2 separate regions of the Arabidopsis thaliana genome follow, and region 2 is linked to region 1. The links are chromatin contacts, called in public capture Hi-C maps. All regions are on one chromosome and are shown on one strand. The core of a region is the stretch at or near the end of the contact, and the rest is flanking DNA. Distances in the headings are between cores, read along the strand shown.

Region 1 (4,355 bases), core at 772-3,271:
TTTTCTGCAAAAATTGTAAAAATCGGAGACTTGCCTTTTTCCGCCAAAACGGTAAAATCGCACCGATACAAAAAATAACGATTTAAGGGGAAAATTGTTGCAAGTCACGACTGTTCACCATTCTCTGTTTCTTCTTCTTCATCATTATCTTTAGGACTTTCAGCTGTAGGCAGAGGAGGTAGCAAATCCTTCACAAGCTCTAATATCCCATCTGTGTCGATTTCTCGATCATCAAGGTTCTCTATGATCTACAAGAGAGTCACAATCAACAAATGTTATAAACCATGAAGAAGAGAAGTTAAATGCAGTGATATAAATGGTAGTGTATAAGCTAGAAACAACAAACAAACCGGTAACAGTTCGACTATAGAAGAAGGCCAGAGATTGATGATATTGAGAATCTCAGCTTTAGCGAGTTTGAAATCTTTACACTTGTCTGCGGATTTGTTAACGCTCTCTCGTGTTTGAGTGGAAGCAGCAGTCTCCACCAAATAATCATAGACCTATAAATAGATCATTCCAATTAGCAAAAAAAACTCTAAGACCAAGTCAGAAGATAACTATTGCAGGCAAAAGAACCTTGTATTCTGATCTAGCAATTGGAGCAATAACTCTTGTAGTATCTTTTGAAGCACCTCTTGAGTTTAAGAAGTCAAGCAACTCGAAATTGGTAAGTGCTCCTGCATTTGCCTTCATTCTGCAAATAACCACACCAAATTTTGACTACAAAAACAGAGAAGGAAATCGAACAAAAACATAATGAAAGATGGATTATACATTTTCATCTCTTAGGTTGAGCAGAGAGACTTTAAACCAAAAAGAAGCTTTTTCCTTCAATTAAACGAAGTCGTTTTTACAATATGGGAAGAGAACAACACTAAGGATACTCCAAAATCAGAGTTTTTGCTCCTGAAAAATTCAAAGGGAACATCAACATCAAGGAACAGATGATTTCTCGTTCCCACAAATCATGATGCAATGGGAACATCAACATCAATAACGTTTACTAATCAAGATTATCATGAAATAATCATCACTTTCAGTGTCTTCATATAAAACAATTCATCCAAGTCAGACACATATGTAGAATAATCCTAATGCTTTCAGCTTAACTAAACTTAAATAAGCTAATACACATCACAAAACTATACAATTCAGATAAAAAGCATTGTTTAATGTACGAGCAAAAGCATCAACCTTTCAGATAAAAAGCATCAATCCGATGAAACCCAAAAACCAAAAGTTGAAGGATCATACTCATCGATCAATGATCAGTAATGAATGGTATCAAAATCCAATGATCATAAAAGAAAATTTCAAAAGAAAACAAAAAACAGAGGAATCGATGAGCACCTTTGTGATAGAGACCTGAGAAAATCCAATACAAAAACTGAGCCTATTCATTTCAGAATCTCTTTGGAGTCCAAAATCCATATCAAAAGTGATGAATCTTAGCTCTATGGAATCAAATTCAGATTTCAACACAAAGGGTCTCTACATACCTGAAAGGGGGAATCTTTCGACCAAGATATTGATGTGCTTCAATTCATGAAGACCCTAAGAACAAGCAAAGAAGATGTGAGACCTCAATCTATTAGTGTATATAGAGTCTCTGTTGTAATTAGAGTCTTAGTGAGTCATTGTGAACTGGTATTTTGTATAAACCAGTGTAGATAGTGTTGGTTTAGTTCGGTTTAATGGCTATGGTTTAGGCCTCTTACAATTGTATATAAACCCTCAATTGTATCTTTTATCAAATTAATGAGAATGACATTAACTTGGTAATATGATCCATTAACCGATAAAGCTAGCAAGCTCTCCTCTGATCCAAAAAGCTAAGATTGTTTCAGAAACACTAAGAACACTAAGATTGTTTCAGAAATTCACCTCGGACCAAAAAGGATAAACACGCAACACGATGATGATGATTGTTGCTCGTACAACTCGGAATCGGTAGCGAGTTCGAAAACTAAACGGGGCTCCGGTTCGTGACCCGTCTCGATGATGAGTCCAACCTTCCGATGGCGATTCTGAAGCCGCAACAGAGAGGAGACAAAAAGAGGCGATTTCTGAGGAAACTAATTTTTAATGAAACTGGGCCACCCAATTGTCCGTATGGGCGCCCATTATGTCTGCGGACAAAATTGGTCAATAAACTACATGACCCGTTTTATTTATGGGCTGACCACGGACTGCCCATAATGTTTTGGATTGGGCTTAGCCCATAGTCGGATGACCATTTGACAGCTCTAACTATATCTATTTCATCAGCTCAAACCGTGAACAATGCACATCCAGACAATAACGTTCTTGTCGAATATGACCCGTCACGTTCCATTCCTCCACCACCACCGAGCAAGATCTACAAAGTTGGTGACTCCAAGGGATGGAGTGTTTCTCAAGAGAGTGATTTTTATTTCAAGTGGGCAGAGGAAAGACACTTTGATATTGGAGATAATCTTTTTTTTTAATGCGGCAACGACATCTTAGAGATCAGCCGAGACCTTGAATTCATATCATGCGACCCAACTTCTCCCGTGGCGATGCACAAGACAGGGCATGATCTTGTGAAGCTCACCAAACCAGGAGTCCACTACTTCATTACCTCAATGACAAGTCAATCCGAGGCACGAACTTTTTTTTTTTTTTTTGTTGTTGTTGATATACTTTATCGGCTGATCCGGTAAGCCTCGGTAGGAACGCACCGAGGCGCTATAAAGTGGACTTCTCTCGATCCAGATAGAATTGAGCCACCACACTGCCTGGTCCGAGTTTGGAATGCCTTCTGTCTAATGCGAGGCCGGACTTAAGCTACAAGTCGTGGTCGGGCCACTCACCAAGGCTGTAAGCCGATAACTGTCCCCAATGTTCCAACAACGAAGATGGAATTGTCACTTATGGACCGCTTCAACAGATGGTTACACACCTACAGGCCTCAATCTCATCACTAAGCATTCGCTTTCTGTTTGGCTTGAGATTTAGCTATTTAAAGCCTCTTTCTCTTGTTAACGTTTTTAATACTTTTGTTTCGAATGTATTTTTTTCTTTCCCCATAGTTGTAGAGTTGGTTTGATTCAATCAGTATTACATCTGGTTTCCGATTCCTTAAAACATAATTGAAGCATAAACATGTATGAACATCAGTAATTAATATCCCAATGACTTAGGCACTGAATTTGTTCTTTTTTTTTCCGATATATATAGTATCTTTATTGCTATATGGGAACCAATTCATAGTGTTTACCATAATAATGTGAAAGAATGTCATCTTAAGATTCATGTTCTAAGCCTTCAACAACATTGAAACCAAATTTATAATGTTGCATTGAGAAGCTTTACAAAAGAAAACATTAAGTAAAGTGTAACGCAAGACTGAAATAAGAAAGATTTTGATGGAAATAAAAAACCAACCACTCAAATGTTTCCAACACTTCGATAGAGCTAGAAATTGCAATGTAAGTACCTAAAAGGAAGAACTTTTATGAATTGAAGTTAACACTTTTTGGGGTATTAAAAAAACTTCATTTAGGACAACACAACCCTCATAATTCTCAAAACATTTATACACTACCAATTATATCTCGAAGTGCAATGTAAGTACCTATTACCCCAACAAAAACACTCATCACTACCATTCCAAACAACATTATAGTCTCACACCCAATTTTCTTGTAGTTTCCAAAGATCTTCAAGTAACATAAACAAGGCAGAAGTATAGAAACCGTAACGCTCAATAATGCTCCAACCAGCGACATCATATAACCAAAAAAGGGAAGTGTCTCGGCGATCACGACACTACTTATGATGAAAAATGTGCTTATCAAGAGATGTAAGTATGCCTTTTTGGAGTACCGTGAAGGAAACCAATCTTTTATAGTGTTCACGGTTGGTGTGATCATCAGTGCGTATTTGGCTACCGGGTTTACGAGAGTTGTGTATATTGCCACCTTCGAACTCGTCTTATGAATTGGAAGATTCAGTGTTATTTGTGATAATGTTTGTGATCCATACATTAAGTAGCCCAAAACTGCCATTGATGTGTATCCTATGGTGCATAATATAAAACATATTAGTAGGACCTGCACAAACAAAGAGTGAAGTTAACATTATTCATTTTCAATAAACTAGACTTGGGGAAAATAAAATCTTATAAGAAAAGCGAACAAAACAGAAACAAACGAGAAAAAAAAAAACTCTGGAATGGCTCGTTTGAAACCTAATTTATTTTCGGATGACAAAAAAAAAGACGAAAAAGGGTCATGGATTTGTTGGTTAATGGTAGTGATTGGTTTAGATAGAAATGACTTACATTGTTGAACTGATGTTTGCTTTTCATAGAAGAATACAAAGTGGGC
Region 2 (4,355 bases), core at 615-3,114, 48 kb after region 1:
TTTATGCGGTTTATACTAACCAAGAGAAAACTAGAGTGATAGTCCTCTATCAATCAAACAACACCACTTCTGTTTTCTGAATTTCAAACAAACAACACACACACAAACAAACAAGTGAACGTACCATTTTATGAAGCTAAAGGTAAACTACGTTAGTTAATAATTGTATACGGTTGATTAAGCTAAACTAATTCATATATATACACACAAGTACAATGTACACGAAACAAACCAATACACACAAATTATACGTAATTTCTCTTTTTCTATGATCACCATCTTGATCTTTAAGCTCCGCTTTAGCTTTGTTACGTTCTTCATCCAATAAATGTATAATGCTTTTCTTAATTTGATAGAATGATAGTCAATCATGTTTTTAAGTTCAAACACAGCATATGAAAATGATGTTTCCTAAGTCCTTATGTTATGAGACTGATGGCATTAGCATATATATTGTATACATAAAGAAATTGTGTATATTTACAAAGTCAAGTGTCTGATGGAAATTTTAAAAAAATATTTATCATAAAATAAAAAACACATAAGAAGTCAAATTAAAGCGACCCAATAACGAATCTAACGCAAAATTATATACGGCCCGGACATTTCCTCACGATCGTCGTTGTGTAATGGTGTTTCATTTTGATAATGTAGTCGAAGGTGGTAATGATTTATTAAATACTATACACGTAACGTTGCTAAGTATCTAATTATATTATATAAAAATAAATAGAAAGATAGGTGATGATCGTTTTTATTTAGTTAAGTTACTGCAGAAATAATATTTGTAATTATATATATTCTTTGTGGTAATATGTGAAATATTTTAAGTATACATTTTAGATAGCGTTGATTTGTTCAATATGTATATGACTATCATGATTTATTTTATTACATGTTTTACATCAAATTTAGTTTCTTTTCCTTAATTTACAGCTAAGACATGTACCAAGTCAAAGTCAACTTTTTGTACCCCAAAGAAAGTCAACTTTAGCCCAATATGTTGAAGAGTATCATTCCGTTCATATTACTTGCGTGACATACATATTATCAAGGATCAAAATTACATTGTTGCATCCTTTTCTTTCAAATTTGTATCAAAGATCAAAACATATTCTTACAAGCCAAAAATAAACAATAATCCGTAAAAACAATATAGTGTTCGTCACTTTAATCAAAAGTCCAAGATCCAACAAGTGAAATAAAATATAAATGAAACAAGATGCTCATAGATATGTATATTTGTCATATACATAAACAAAAGAAGAAGGTTTGATTTGCTTATACAGAAATATTGTTATTTAAAGAGAGATGAAACCTTCACTGACAAGCAAGCCAAAGAAGAGGACAAAGAGGCCAGCGCCAATAGACTTGCCCGGATCAACATATGTCTGAGAATAAGCACCGAGGGTTAACGCACCTCCAACGAGTCCGATGACCAGAGATTGCATGTTTCTTCTGCTCACGCTTCTTTGCCTCGGCTTCACCTTCTCTTCTTGATCTACAACTTCTTGTTCTCGTTTCTCTTCTACTTTCTCCGTCTTTCTTCTTTCTCTCACCATTTTTAAGATTCTTTGATGAATGAAGAGATTCTGATTATGATTTTATGATGTTGGTTTGGTTGTGATTTTGTAATTATAAGTTAATGATGGAGACAAAAATGTGGTCTTTTGGGGATTGCTTTGAGGCCTTTTGATAGACAGAAAAGTCAACTCCTTATAGAAGAGTAAGTGGTCGGTATAGATCCAAGATTATTAATTTAATTACTATTTTGTTATAAAAAAGCAAATGGTGAGAGTTGAAGTTTAGATATGATGTATCATGTTTACACTTATATAATGTTAGTCTAAAAAATAAAATAAAAAAATAATAATTATCACTATATAAGTTATTGCCATTCTGTCTAAATTTTAACAGGTCAGTGAATTAAATTAATATTATTAACAATAAGATATGTTATCATGTATTATCAATAAGAAATCTACTAAGACATGTTATCATGTGCGTAGGAGTTTTGGCCCAATAAATGCTTGTGCACTCCAAGAACATCACAAAGGATGAGAATGAGATGCATTCTTGCTCTTCGATTTCTTAATAAATGTATAATATTGACTTTTCTTGGTTCAAAAGTTTGTTTTTATCTGTTGCATCTTGAGTAGGAAGAGATATTTTTGCTATCTTGGATCCACCTACCAATCTTGTTTCTGACCATTCTTTCTATTCGTTTGCAATTTGGTTGCTGCTAAGTTGGATCAAAACGGCTTTATTCCATAGTTTCAAATGCCTAGTGCTACTGGCAAGATAAAGCGAAGGAAAGTACGCAGAGCTTAGAGCTTAGATCTTTTCTTAGTTTTGTTTACTTACCTATGATGGAGTTTTATAGGAGTACGAATAACGCATGCAAGAAAACTGAACCCCTTATAGATATAAAGATGTACCTTTAAAAAATAAAAATAAAAGATGTACCTTGACACATAGACTAATTGGAAAACTTACAAAAGGCGTTTTTTTCTGTGTTTTTTTGATTAAAACCACAATACCGTACCAATCACAATACTTTTAACTGATTTGTGTTTTTCGAAAAAAAAAAAGTTTGCGATTTAATTTGTCAAATGAACAATACATTGGAACGCTTTCCAAAAGAAGAAAAACTCTTTACCTAGCGGTTTTAAGTAAAAGTGCATTCCAACAAAGAGATCAATTAATTTTTTAACAGCTGTTTATATTATTATTTTTGTGCCAATGTTGATTTCAATAATAGAGGAAACTAAACCGGATAAACCGGGTACAAAGAAAGAGATAAAGACCAGTCTTAGCTAGTTTGTTTTATTTAATTAAAAACTATGAAAATGCAATTACAGGAAATAGAAACATAACAATGCTTTTAGAAATTTTGACAATTATTATCTACTATAAGCTTATATACGTTCTATAATCAATTTACTTGTAAAAAAATTACTTGTAAAAATGATTTTTTTTTTAATTTTCCATAATGAAACTATTCAACGGATTTAATAATATGTATGTTAAACTTTAAAATGTATATTTTGATTTATTTGTGTATATGGTTTATAAATATATGTTATTGTTTATTTATTAACACAAAAAATAAATAATGATTAATATATATATTTATATATATATAATCTATAATCCGCACCACAAATAGATTTTTCACCAATCAAACATTATTCCGTACTGCTTATTTTGTACAAACCACAATTGTCCCACAAATATATTTTTCACGCACTTACCGCAGTTAATTCGTACTGCACGGTCATAATACTTTCTCCGTACACTAAAAACCGCGGTGACCATTCAGATCCATAGAAATCATCCATCGTAACTGTAACGAGACGACGACCACCACTTTTCATGGACCAAACGTTTTTTCTCGGTATATGGGCCAATCTCGTCTGACAGTTCATTTTTCTGGAAGCTTAAATATTTGTTTACTGATTCTATAATTCACCATATAATCTTTTTCTTGTGTTTGTTTTCACTCATACGAACTAACAATCGATTCACGGTTAATCACCCATCATAAGTTTGCTTTACTTTAAATGCGCTTAACTTTAGAGTTTTCTTTAGATTTTTAATCAAAAAAAAAAAATAGTGCATTTTAATAACATATATGACCAAATCAATTTATTTAAATTTTCCTTATACACCACTATATTTCAATATAAGTAGTAATATAGAAGAGAGAACAATTAATTTATGCATGTAAATCCACACAATTTTTACTAAAATAAATAGATTAGATGAGATTCTTGTAATTATAAAAATCGTGTTTACTACTACGTTACAACAATCTAGACGTAAAATTCTACTCTTTCTTCTATCGATGTGTTATAGATTGATCGACAATTATAACAATCTTGAACATACATGATATAGAGTTTAAACTCTAGACGTAGAATTATATCTGGACAAGTCAGGAGCTAAGCCACAATGTGTTGCTCTAGTTATAGTTATAGTACTTTTCTTAAGTTAGAAACCTCAATTGCTTGAAAGCTCAAGCTCTTGCCCATTGCCCAATATAGAACTAAAAATGGTTTCAATGGATAAAGTCATATAAAAAGCTTTATATTTTCTTCTTATGAAATTCTAAATAATTAGTTTAAGGAATGGACAAAAGCGTCATCAGTGATGTGATAAGATCGTCTTATCGCATCAACAGAATGGATGGGAAACCACAAGTGAAATGTTTCTGGTCAAATTGAAACTTGGAGAATATTAAAGTTTTTGAAACAGAAAGATTTAATAATTATATCAAATCTTTTTAAATAAAAATAAAAAATAATTATATCATAAGAAAATATCTTCATAATAACATCTTAATAAGTATCCTA

Evidence for each region. Capture Hi-C pulls out chosen DNA fragments and counts their contacts.
Region 2: a contact with region 1 is called in a capture Hi-C map of shoot, with 2.9 times the contacts expected there. A contact is called at or near these places in 17 of 26 Hi-C or Micro-C datasets (callus, cotyledon, flower and 5 more) and 2 of 3 other capture datasets (root and shoot).

What each region holds. Positions count from the first base shown.
Region 1 is chr3:10,980,685-10,985,039 of TAIR10.1, forward strand. AT3G28958 (Cupredoxin superfamily protein) reads left to right here and starts at 2,022. Exons shown (of 4, transcript NM_148761.1): 1 at 2,022-2,147; 2 at 2,229-2,406; 3 at 2,491-2,616; 4 at 2,751-2,848. The coding sequence starts at 2,022. The coding sequence ends at 2,848. It overlaps AT3G28956 (RNA polymerase II, Rpb4, core protein), which reads right to left and starts at 2,073. Exons shown (of 5, transcript NM_001338984.1): 1 at 1,888-2,073; 2 at 1,503-1,557; 3 at 580-697; 4 at 351-503; 5 at 1-248. The coding sequence starts at 696. The coding sequence ends at 105. AT3G28960 (Transmembrane amino acid transporter family protein) reads right to left here. Exons shown (of 4, transcript NM_001338989.1): 3 at 4,310-4,355; 4 at 3,505-4,079. The coding sequence ends at 3,561.
Region 2 is chr3:11,029,042-11,033,396 of TAIR10.1, forward strand. AT3G29034 reads right to left here and starts at 1,865. Exons shown (of 1, transcript NM_180315.3): 1 at 994-1,865. The coding sequence starts at 1,562. The coding sequence ends at 1,302. It also overlaps AT3G00550.